Linked DNA regions of Gossypium hirsutum: region 2 is linked to region 1. The links are chromatin contacts, called in public Hi-C maps. All regions are on one chromosome and are shown on one strand. The core of a region is the stretch at or near the end of the contact, and the rest is flanking DNA. Distances in the headings are between cores, read along the strand shown. Region 1 holds the start of LOC107951734 (histone H3.3). Region 2 has its middle 44 kb from the start of LOC107951736.

Region 1 (5,752 bases), core at 1,151-3,650:
AATAATTTTAGGAAATATGTGTTTAAACCGATTTGCAATAACCTTCATAGTCAACTCGTAAAGAACAGAACATAGGCTTATAGGTCAAAATTGACCAAAATTATCTGGATTCTGAACCTTCGGAATGAGAACGATCAAAGTATTATTCAAATTAGGATCAAAAGAATTTCTGTTGAAAACCTTTTGTACCCAGCCGCAAACTTCTCCCCTTATAATGCCCCATTGATTCTAGAAAAAAAGGGCGTGAAAACCATTACTGCCTGGGGCCTTCAAAGGTGCCATATCAAACATAGCCTCATTGATCTCTTCATTTGTCACCAGTCTTTCCAAGAAGCCAATATCCACTGGATCAAGCTGGGGGAAACCACAATGAGACAAGCTTCCCATAGGATCAGGAATTTCTCTATACAGTCTTTGAAAAAACTTATTTGCCTCATCTTCTATATCCTCAAGATCATAAATCCAATTACCATCAGAATTGCGAATGGCAGTAATGCGGTTATTTTTTTTCCTTAGCAGAGTACGAGTATGGAAAAACTTTGTATTTCAGTCTCCAAATTTTAGCCAATCGCATCTTGCTTTTTGCTTCTAAAGAAGTTCTTCATGATGTAGAATAGTTTCGAGTTTTTGTCTAATGACCAAATCCACCTTATTCAAATGAGGAGAACCGGAGAAATCTCCAGTCTTCTAGATGCTGGCAATTCTTTTAAGAAGGCCTCTCTTGAGAGTGGTAATGTTACCATAAACTTGTTTATTCCAATTCTTAAGATCAATAGTGAACTTACCAAGGGTATCAGACATATTCCCTGAGTATTCCCACTTCTCTTTAAGAAAATCATCAAACACTGGGTGCTCAGTCCAACCAGCTAAAAATCTAAAAGTCTTTCCTTTGGGAAGTATATTACTCGAATTCAGGGACAAGAGGGGGGTCAGTGATCTGACTTAATCTTTGGAAGGTGTGTAACCACGCCATTAGGAAAATTACAAAGCCAGGCTTCATTTGCTAGAGCACGATCTAGCCTCTCAAAACAAAGAACCCCTATGCCAAGTGAAAGGCGGCCCCTTAAAACCTAAGTCGTAAAGCTCCGCAGAATCAACAAAATCACCAAAATGTGGACATCTCTTGCCCCTAGTGAGCCCCCCAGATTTTTTCGAAGAGGAGAGAATTGCGTTGAAATCTCTAATGGAGGTCTAGAGGCTCTGGTCAAGTGGAATAGATTTCATTAATTCACTCTAAAGATTTTGACATCTTTGTCTATTAGAACACCCATAAACAAAGGCGAAGAAAATAGGATGAGACAAGGATGAAGGCCAAACCCGAGACATAATAAAATACGGATGGCTACGAATCACATCATGACGAACAGAGTCTCTCCATCCTAGCTAAATGCCCCCTGAATATCCAATTGCTTCTACTCGATGTGAATACTGGAAACCCAACTTAGCAATAATATTGTCAGCATTAGACCCACTGACTCTCGGTTCAAATAGATTAATAATATCCGGTTTGTACTCGATATTATATTCCCAAAAAAATTTGGGAAATTTCACACTTGCATATCCCTGACAATTCCACGACAAGATAGTGATATTCATTAATAAAAATTAAAAAGTTGGGATAACATACCTAACTGTTCAGACTGATATTGTTATCCGTCTTTGATCCAGCACCATCAACCTCAGCATTTGAGCACTCATTGAGGATTTGAGGGGATAAAAGTTCAGCCACTGTTTCCATAGATTTAGCTAAAGGAACACGCGTGGTTCCCGAGGATTTAAAACGGTTCCCTCGACCTTGTAGAGCGATATAAGCTCTCTTAGAACTTCGGCTACCCCTGTCTTTACCCCCACCTCTTCGATCTTTGGAACCATTAGATTCCGATTGCAAGTTAAAATTGGGGATTCCACAGATTTCGAGGTTAAATTATCCTGTATAGATAAATAAAAATTTTTATTAAAACTAAAAGCAGAGTGCTTACCTGGATCAAGGGTATTATCAGATATAGGGACGATAAAAACCTCGGATTCGTCAAAAATCGGATTATAATAAGCTTTAATATTTTCTAAATCCTCAGCTTCATTGTTTTCTTGTACGTTAGAAACCAAATTGCCTTGAGAAATTGCGCATTCCAAATAAATGTTTTTTGGTATATCCACCTTTTTTGTTCCTGCGCCATTAGAAATAACCAAATTAGAATTAGAAAAATTTCCAAAAGCCTTCCTGTTATTTTCCCATAATCCGCTTACTCCCATTGGCCTTTTTCCTAGGCTCTTGTAATTTTGGCCCAAATTTTTCTACCCATTTTTGCTCGTTATTTCCTTCCCGATGGGCCTCTTAGAAAAACCCAAATCCATCAAGTCTCTTTGACCTGGCTCACTAGCCGATTAATCCACTTCAATAAAATCCCTAAAATCCCTACTCCTTGCCTTGTCTGCCATCTTATCCCCTAGATCATTCCCAAAAATCCTCTCTGCAGACTGTCCCGATTTCACTCCCAAATTTTCATCCTCTAACAGCACCGAAATCTGGAACCAATAGCGACTTTATTCTGATTCGCCGGAGCCTCCGTTTTGTTTCCCCACTTTTCTTGCCGAGAAGACCTCATTTCCACCAGCATCCATGGCCCGAAATTCGGGTTGGTGACTGATACAGGTTTTTCCTCGTTCAAGCACCCCGCCAGAAAAGATCCCTCCATGGCTGTTGACTACTCGGGAGAATTATTTGCCGAGTTCGCCAAATTCGCAAATTTCTGGTTCGCCATAGCCGAAGTACACAAATCTTTAACATGTCCGTATTTGCCACACACAAAACACACAGTCGGAAGGGCCTCATATTTGACTCGTTGAGTAACTCTGTCAACATATATTTGTAAAATCAGTGGCCTATCTAGATTGATATAACCGGCTAATCTTGCAAAACGGCCTCTGGTCTGATTTTCAGTTTGTAAATCCAGTTTAACCACCTTTCCAATAAGGCCCCCGATAGCCTCAATGATTTTCCGTTTATACAAATGGCTCGGGAGATTCGACAATCGAATCCATGTTAGCACCATACTCGGGTAAGGTTGCATTGGATTGAAATGCTTAGACCAAGGTTGTACGGTCAGGTACTAGCCATAAACTGTCCACGGACCCTGTGAAAGAGCTTTGTTGTAATATCTAAGATCCTGAAATTTCACAAAAAAATATCCGTTAGCGATATCCATTAACCGAATAGAATTCACAGGCTTCCAAAGAAAAAAGAATGCAATTATAAATGGTGTTATAGCCAATGTTTCGCCCTAGGAGTTTAACGATGACTGTCAACTCCATTTCTTTGAAAATGATTTCCTTGACCCGATCCGAAAACTCAATCGCAGGAATCCCATCAATGATTGATGTATTAACGTCTCCTTCAAGTAACTCGAATTCATTTTCATTCACGGTAGAAGGCACTGCCCGAACTGAGTTAGTGACATCATCTTGTTTCCCTAGTAATTTGTCTTTCCACTACACGATCTATTGTGGCACGGGATCCACAGGCATAGAATTTTCATCGTCAACAACAGACTCTTTAAATCTCACTTTTTGGGTGTTACGATCACCGTTGGAGTGAGTGTCACCCTCCCCAACATTGCCGGAAATTTGCGAAGTTGAGAGCATTTTAATTTTCAATGTTCTTTGTTATGCTCTTTTAAGTTTTGAAAATTTAATTTTTTAAGAATGACTAACTTGCTCATTATTGAAATTGAGATGGACTGAAAAAGTAGTTTTTACCATTCGAATCCCATCCTTGACAATTACATTGACCTATTCTTAAGCAAATGCTAAATTCATCAGTGCCAAATCAAAATTTTCTACTTTTAATTTTGTGTTAAATCCTCATAACATCTTCGTAACCTTTCCCAAACATAAAACATTAGAGCTAAAAAGAATTTTTCGTCGACCAATAAGAATCAAGCACTCAACGATCACGATCCGTGTCTTCCCTCTATAATCTAATCCCAACCGTCCTTCTCCTCTCAGAAAACACAACTTGTGGCAGTTTTTACCGTCAGATTTCATACAAAAGAAACACACGGATAGTAAATACTAACCGTTAGATCAACTTCATTAACAACCCCCGCAACCTTCTACAAATAGCTCTTAATTGCATCACTTTTCAAACGTTTGATCCAGAAGATAACAAAGCGTTTGTCTTAGATCTCAGAGTTAGTCACCTTCTCTCGCTCTCTTAGCTTTTATTTATTTGTTTATTTTTATGATAAATTAGGGTTTGTAAATTCTGATTCTTCTATTTTGTTTTTGTACTTCATGTTGTGTAAGTTGAATTAGGGAAATAGGGGAGGTAAGGTAGAATTAGGTTGAGTTTATTTATAATTAGGGTGCTTTTTATCGGTTCTGAGTTCATTTAGGACCTTCGACTTCTGTTTTAATTATTATTCTGATTTTCTTTTTTGGCTTAGAAGTTTTCTAGTTTGAAAATTAGGGCTTTTGGGAATTATACAGTAATTATCTAAGATCTGGCTTTTCTGTGTTATGTTTGGTAGTTCATGAGAAAGTGTAACTAGTTTTATTTTTTTTAATTGTCTTTTTAAATTATTCATATCTTTGCAGAGATGGCCCGTACCAAGCAAACTGCGCGTAAGTCGACTGGTGGGAAGGCTCCAAGGAAGCAACTTGCTACCAAGGTGATTCATTGTATTGCATTCAAAACATTATACGGTTTACCAAATTTGAGCTTTCTTGTTCTGTAATTAACTTCTGATATATCTCTGTTGTATAACAGGCTGCCCGTAAATCTGCCCCAACCACCGGTGGTGTGAAGAAGCCTCATCGCTACCGTCCTGGAACTGTTGCTCTTCGGTATTCTTTCATATTTTCTAAACATTGTTCTTGTTCTTATGAGTGTGGGTGTTTCGTTTTATGGGTTTTTAACATATTGTAATTCATTTTTACAGTGAAATTCGAAAGTACCAGAAGAGTACTGAGCTTCTTATCAGGAAATTGCCTTTCCAGAGGCTTGTTCGTGAAATTGCCCAGGACTTCAAGGTACGGAATATCTCTATTATTGTGTCAATTCCTTGGCAATTGATGGTATTGTCTTTTGGTTGACAATCATTGATATGATCTTTGTTTGCAGACTGATTTGCGTTTCCAGAGCCATGCCGTTCTTGCTCTTCAGGAAGCTGCAGAAGCATACCTTGTGGGTCTCTTTGAAGACACCAACCTGTGTGCGATCCACGCCAAGCGTGTTACTATAATGCCCAAGGACATCCAGTTGGCTCGTAGGATCAGGGGCGAGCGTGCTTAATTTCCAAGTGTGTTGATCACTTAACTTAGAATGGAGAAACTGTTGTTTGTTGTTAGGCAGATGTATTGTACTATTTTTTTTTTATGTTTAATTTTATTCCTCTTTTAGGCCAATATTAAAAGATAGGTTTATCTTAGTGCTGAGGTTCAATGTTATGATGAAATGGGGTTATGGTGGAGAGTGTGATGTCTGATATTTTAATGGTTAAGAACACTCATGTCTGGTATAGTTTGTTTAAATGTGCTTCCTGATCAAAACTAGTGACTTCGAATATTTATTCATATATTGTAAAGCAAATCTTGTTTAGTCGTGTTGTGGAATCAGCCCGTGAAGAGAATATTTTGGAGGGGGCATGTTTAAATTTATGGGCTTAAATTTGTAAACCTGCCGGAAAGAGCGATTGAACCAGGTCGGTAATGAAAATGTGTCCTTGGGAAAAGTGGGATGCGTGATTTTCAG
Region 2 (5,585 bases), core at 1,747-4,246, 120 kb before region 1:
ATTCATGGCCTTATGAACATACCCATGAGAACTAAAAATCTTGCCAGTGAGATATTTGCGTGAAGAATATCATTATTTACACAAAGGACAGAACAGTTCAAGGGCATCGCGTCTACTGGTCAGAATATATAATATATAATATCATATGTAGTATTAATATGTTAGTAACAATGATAATGCAATACAATGCAGTAGCAGTAACACAACAGAATACCTCGAACTGGACAGAGTTGAAAATTAGAAGAAGAATTTTGTTGAGACCTGTATGAACAGTTTCCTTAAGACAAATTCGACCTCTCCTTGGTGCTTTGAGTAACGTTGGACATCTTCTCCCATGATACAACAGCAAACGATCACAGTAGTAGCACAACAACAGCGATAATTGAACACAACCTTGCATTTCTTTATTACTAGGAGAAATGAGTTTAGAAGGATTTTTTTATGTTGATGGTTTTTTGATGACATGTTCTTGAAATCTCCTAACTTGGCTTTATATAGATTAGAGGAAATGAATGAAGAGATTTAGACCGTTTAGAAAGAGTTTTGTTGAAAAATTAATAGATATAAGTGAATGAAAAAAAATTGTAATATTAAACTAAGAGATATAATTGTTCAAAAGATACAATTGTATAAAAAAAATGTAATATTAAACCAAGAGATACAATTATATTAATTAAGCTAAACTTAAAATTTAATTGTTATATAACTCTAATATTATATTAATTAAGTGATAATTAATATACTTAGAGTTTTATTCAAATAATAATTCTATTTTATATCAATAAAATTAGCATAAAATTTTTAAAAAAATTAACAACTTTTTTTCCGTCAAATTTTAACTAATAATTTATAAATTATCATTTTTCTATATTTTATGCTTAGAGTTCTATCTAAATAATAACTTTATTTTAAAATTAGTACAACTTTTTTAATTAATAATTCTAAATTAAATTATAATTATTTTTAATTAATATATATTTATATTATCATAAACATTTTATAATAAGTAACATCCACCTTATAATTATTCAACCTTTATTTTTCCAAAGTTTTACTCAAAGCGGGTTGACAGTTAACAACAAACTTGATAACCGTATATACAATTTGCCAAAAGAAAAGGTAGATGATTCTTTTTATTAGCTTCATAAAATATAAATATAAATATATATTATTTAAAATTCAAAGACATGCTTAATCGAAGACTTTTATCAGACATATTACGTAATTATTGCATTAATTTCACATTGTGGCATCAATCAAAAGTCACCCTTTCACACCAATGGATTAATTAAATTAATGCTTTTTTTTCAAAATAATAATTAAATTAAAGTTTAAGGATACAAGACTTATCTATCTTTTTTAAAAGGTTTAAAGGTGTAAAAATTCTTCTTTCTTCTTCTTAAAAAATAATTAAGTCCTTCCCTTTTTTTTTTTTACTTAATTCAGTACTTTAACTTTCAAAATACATAAAAAAAGCCCTCAAATTTTTTCAAAAAAAACAATTAAACCCTACTTTTTTCACTTAATTGGGTACTTGAACTTTCAAAATGCATAAAAAAAGACTCTCAAAATTTTTTAAAAAGCAATTAAGCCCCTGTTCTTATTAAAAATTATAATAAATCATAAATTTTAGAAAAATTATTAATTTTTAATAAAAATATAAAAAATTTTAAAATTTATGAAAAATTAGAAATATTTTATAAAAATCGTAAAAATATAAAAAATTGTAAAACTTTATAAAAATTATAAAACAATTGATGACCCCAAGCTTTTTTCAATTAAAGTTATCAAGTGTCGCAATAGAGCGTGATATGTGGCAAAAAATGATAAAAAAATAAAAACTAATAAAAGTTATAGAAAAATTATAAAATGTTTCTTTTGGTACGATAATTTTTATAAATTTTTTTACGAAATTTTTATTTCTTTACCTTTTGTATAATTTTTTTACGACTTAATAAAATTTATTTCTATATATTTTATAATTTTTACAATTTTTATAAAATTTTACAATTTTTATATATATTTTTACCTTTTTTATATTTTTTTCTAATTCTTAATAATTTTTAATATTTGAAACTTTTTATTAAAATTTAATAATAATTATAGCTTTTCTTGATTTTAATTTTTTATAATTTTTTTCCTAATTGTTAACAAAAGCATGGGCTTGGTTGTTGTTTTTTTTTTTTAATTGAAAGTTTTTTTGATGCATTTTGAAATTTCAACTACCCAATTGAGTGCAAAAATGAAGTAGGGGCTTAATTATTTTTTTGAAAAGGTTTGAGAGCTTTTTTGATACATTTTGAAAGCTCGAGTATTCAAATAAGTGCAAAAAAAAAAAAGAGCTTAAATACTTTTTTTTAAAAATTTGAGGGCATTTTTACACCTTTAAACCTTTCTAAAAAAATTTAATATAATTTTTTATCTCTAAATTTGATAATTAAATTTATTTAGTACATATACTTTTTTTATCTATTTTAGTAATTAAATTTAATAATTAAATCTATTTTAATCACTAAACTTGGATTTAAAAAAATTGATAATGACTCTTTGAATTATGTCACCTTATTACCTAAAATTTTTTAAAAAAAATTCCTGATAATGATAAAAATACAGATAGCAAAGCCTACTTTTCCAAAGCATTTCTCAAAAGTACTTCTCAAAAGCACTTTTCCACAACACTTTTCAAAAGTATTTTTCAAAAGCCACGAAGAACTGGTCCTTAGATGTCAAATTTAGGACAGAAAATTACATTAATTTTTAAAATAAATAAATAAATAAATGTATTATTCATCTTATATGTGATATCAATAAATAATTCAAAATATTTTAAAAAATAAAATTTCATAAAAAATAATTCTATAAATAAATTATGATGTATTTTTTTATGCTGATATAATGGTTTGTTTTTGGGTTGGTGGTTGTTGTCTCCATGGGGGGACCTGTGGGTGGTGAAGGGTGGCTCAATTTGGGGGGTTGGAACCGATGTAGGAGTTGACAATAGTGAGGTCCTATTTTAGGGGTTGGAACCATGTGAATGTTAATTAATTTGAAGGCTTCACCTCTAATACTAGCTTAAAATCTTTCACGAAAGCTCATAATATACTGTTTAATACATATATGTGGATCAGATTATTTAGCACACCCAGTATATCACATTAAGTTATCTGGTTTAATTCGAGTAGAGTGTAAATTTTATTGTTTGATTGATAAAATGTAAAATTATCTAAAAATATATTTTATAAAAATTATTCTAATAGAATTTGTTTTTTTTTATTACATAAAGGTTGAAGTTATAATATTTCCTTTTACTGATAAATGAAAGCATTTTTCGATTAAATTAAGGAATAATATTTGATACATAAGTCATGTGCATAATTAATGAATAATAACAAAAAATATGGAAGACTATTAAATAATTCTAATAAATTTATTTAAATATAATTAAAATAATAATTGTAAATATCATAAATAAATATTAATAACTCTTGGATCTAGGATATTGAGTTTAAGTGTTTAGGATCTAGGGTCTTAGGTTTTGGGTTTTAATATTTATTAATAATTTATTATCAGTATTTATTTTTAAATCCTCTACATTTTTTTATTTAATAAGAAAGGGTGGTACATAGAATTAATATTCTAGCAATGTATCAAATGTTGTCTCTTAAATTAATTTTAGATCTCATTTCTCAAATAAACAAACTTTTAATTAGAGAAGCATTAAGCAATTAGTACTTCTCTTTTGAATAAAGTGATAGAAAAAAGAAAGAAGAAAAATATAATTTATTTTTTTATTAAACATGTTATTTATTATGATTGAAGGTAAATTTGATCAAAATGATAAATAAAAAAATAAAAATAAAAAGAGACAAAATTGTTATAAAGTGACATTTCGAGCGGAATTACATGATAAAATGTCATATAATAGACAAATATATATATAGTTGAAATGTTACTTGAAGAATAAATTAAAGGACTATAGAGTTTGATACATTAGTTTTATTATTATTATTATTTCATTTTGATTTAAGTAATAGGGTAAAATTGTCAAAAATATTATATTGTTAAGGGAATGTAAGATTACTTACAGAAGAGATGGTATTGAAATTACCTTATATATTTTGACATTATCGACTTAAAGTAATTTTTGAAACCTAAAACCTTTAGACATGTTGCATTTTTTGCATCCTAATAAAATTATTTCATATTTAAATTATGTGACACACTATCAAGTATCTTATATTATTATTTTTGTTTAATGAAAGATTTTAGTTTTTATCATATCTATTTTTTTATATAATGTTTCGAATTACTTATAATTCCTTCTCAATTCTTAAATAGGAGGATAATACGTTTTAGCATATTCAAGCCCATATCCTCCTATATTGGCAACAATATCGAGCTAAAGACTCAATCAGTTGAAAAGATAAAATTTTTAAACTTTATCTACAAGAATGATTTTGTGATTTTATATGACCAAATTCTAATGGTGAACAAAATTTTTTACAAATTTAACCAAAGCTTTCGTCCAATGTTTTCAGAATTGAATCGTGAATTTCTAGTTTAACTGGTTTAAAAATTAGAAATTTACGGATTTTTATAAGTTAAAGTAGTTTTGGGCGAACAAGTCACATCAAAACTGATTTAATAGTTGGGATAGAATTGATAGATGAACTAAATTTGGAAATAATCCACTAATCCGACTTGATATTTAACTTCTATATCACACTTAAATAACATAAATTCAAATCTCATCCTATAACAATAAAAAAGAAAAAAGTATCCATAAAAAGCAGCGCCACATGATTGGATCCCAAAATATACGTGTCCGTTGGGACTTGGGAGCCGCATCCTTCTCTTTTAGTTGCCTTCCCACCCAAAACTTAATACCATTTTTCTTCAACAAAAATCCATTTTCTTGTTTCATCTTTTTACCAAATGAAATAAATAAATAAAAGCAGCACAATAAAGGTTGTAAATATTATAAAAAGCTAAAAAACAAATATCCACTACAACCACCAATCAATTGATTCTGCCACGTACCCATTTCATCCCTCCCCCACCCAAAAGCAAACCATCTTTTCTTCTTTTTTTTTTTTATTTTTTATTATGAATAAAAAATGTAGCTTTTATACTTTTGTTTGCTTTTGTAGTGTACTACCTAGTATTTAATTTGAATTGGTAGTAAAATAGTGAGTGAAAGGCCAACAGTAAGGCTATTGTGAAGGTGTCACATGGATAGGGTGAGGTAATTGCTTGGTGTTTTTCTCAGAACCACCATGTCTGTCCTTCTGCCTTCCCATGTTTACATTTGAGTTTAGCGTCACACAAAGTTACTCCTTTCCTATTACCTATGCCAATATCTCACATTTCTTTCAATCACAAAACAATATTAACAACTATCACAAATTTAGTTGAGATCTATACTAAAATTAAATTATATATCTTTACGATAATAAAAAATATAATTTTATCATATATTAATTTAAGATTTTTTAAATTAAAAAAATGACTAAAAGTAAAATTTTTTATTTTAAGAGAGCTGAGATCCCCTGTCAACACCCTTTTTAGTTCCAACCCTATTTATC

What was found. A called contact is a pair of places that touch in the nucleus more often than the background predicts.
Region 2: a contact with region 1 is called in a Hi-C map of leaf, with 2.4 times the contacts expected there. The contact joins the enhancer-like site here to the promoter of LOC107951734 in region 1. A contact is called at or near these places in 10 of 34 Hi-C or Micro-C datasets (callus, hypocotyl and leaf).

What each region holds. Positions count from the first base shown.
Region 1 is chrA02:97,724,092-97,729,843 of Gossypium_hirsutum_v2.1, reverse strand. LOC107951734 (histone H3.3) reads left to right here and starts at 2,400. Exons shown (of 5, transcript XM_016886874.2): 1 at 2,400-4,190; 2 at 4,597-4,670; 3 at 4,769-4,845; 4 at 4,941-5,031; 5 at 5,123-5,599. The coding sequence starts at 4,599. The coding sequence ends at 5,293.
Region 2 is chrA02:97,842,487-97,848,071 of Gossypium_hirsutum_v2.1, reverse strand. No RefSeq gene overlaps it. Among protein-coding and RNA genes, the nearest start is that of LOC107951736, 44 kb to the left of the region's middle. Within about 2 kb of position 2,996, at least 1 of the 9 cell types and tissues checked has an H3K27ac peak or open chromatin away from gene starts, as enhancers often do. A contact at or near this core is called in leaf, where this site is marked.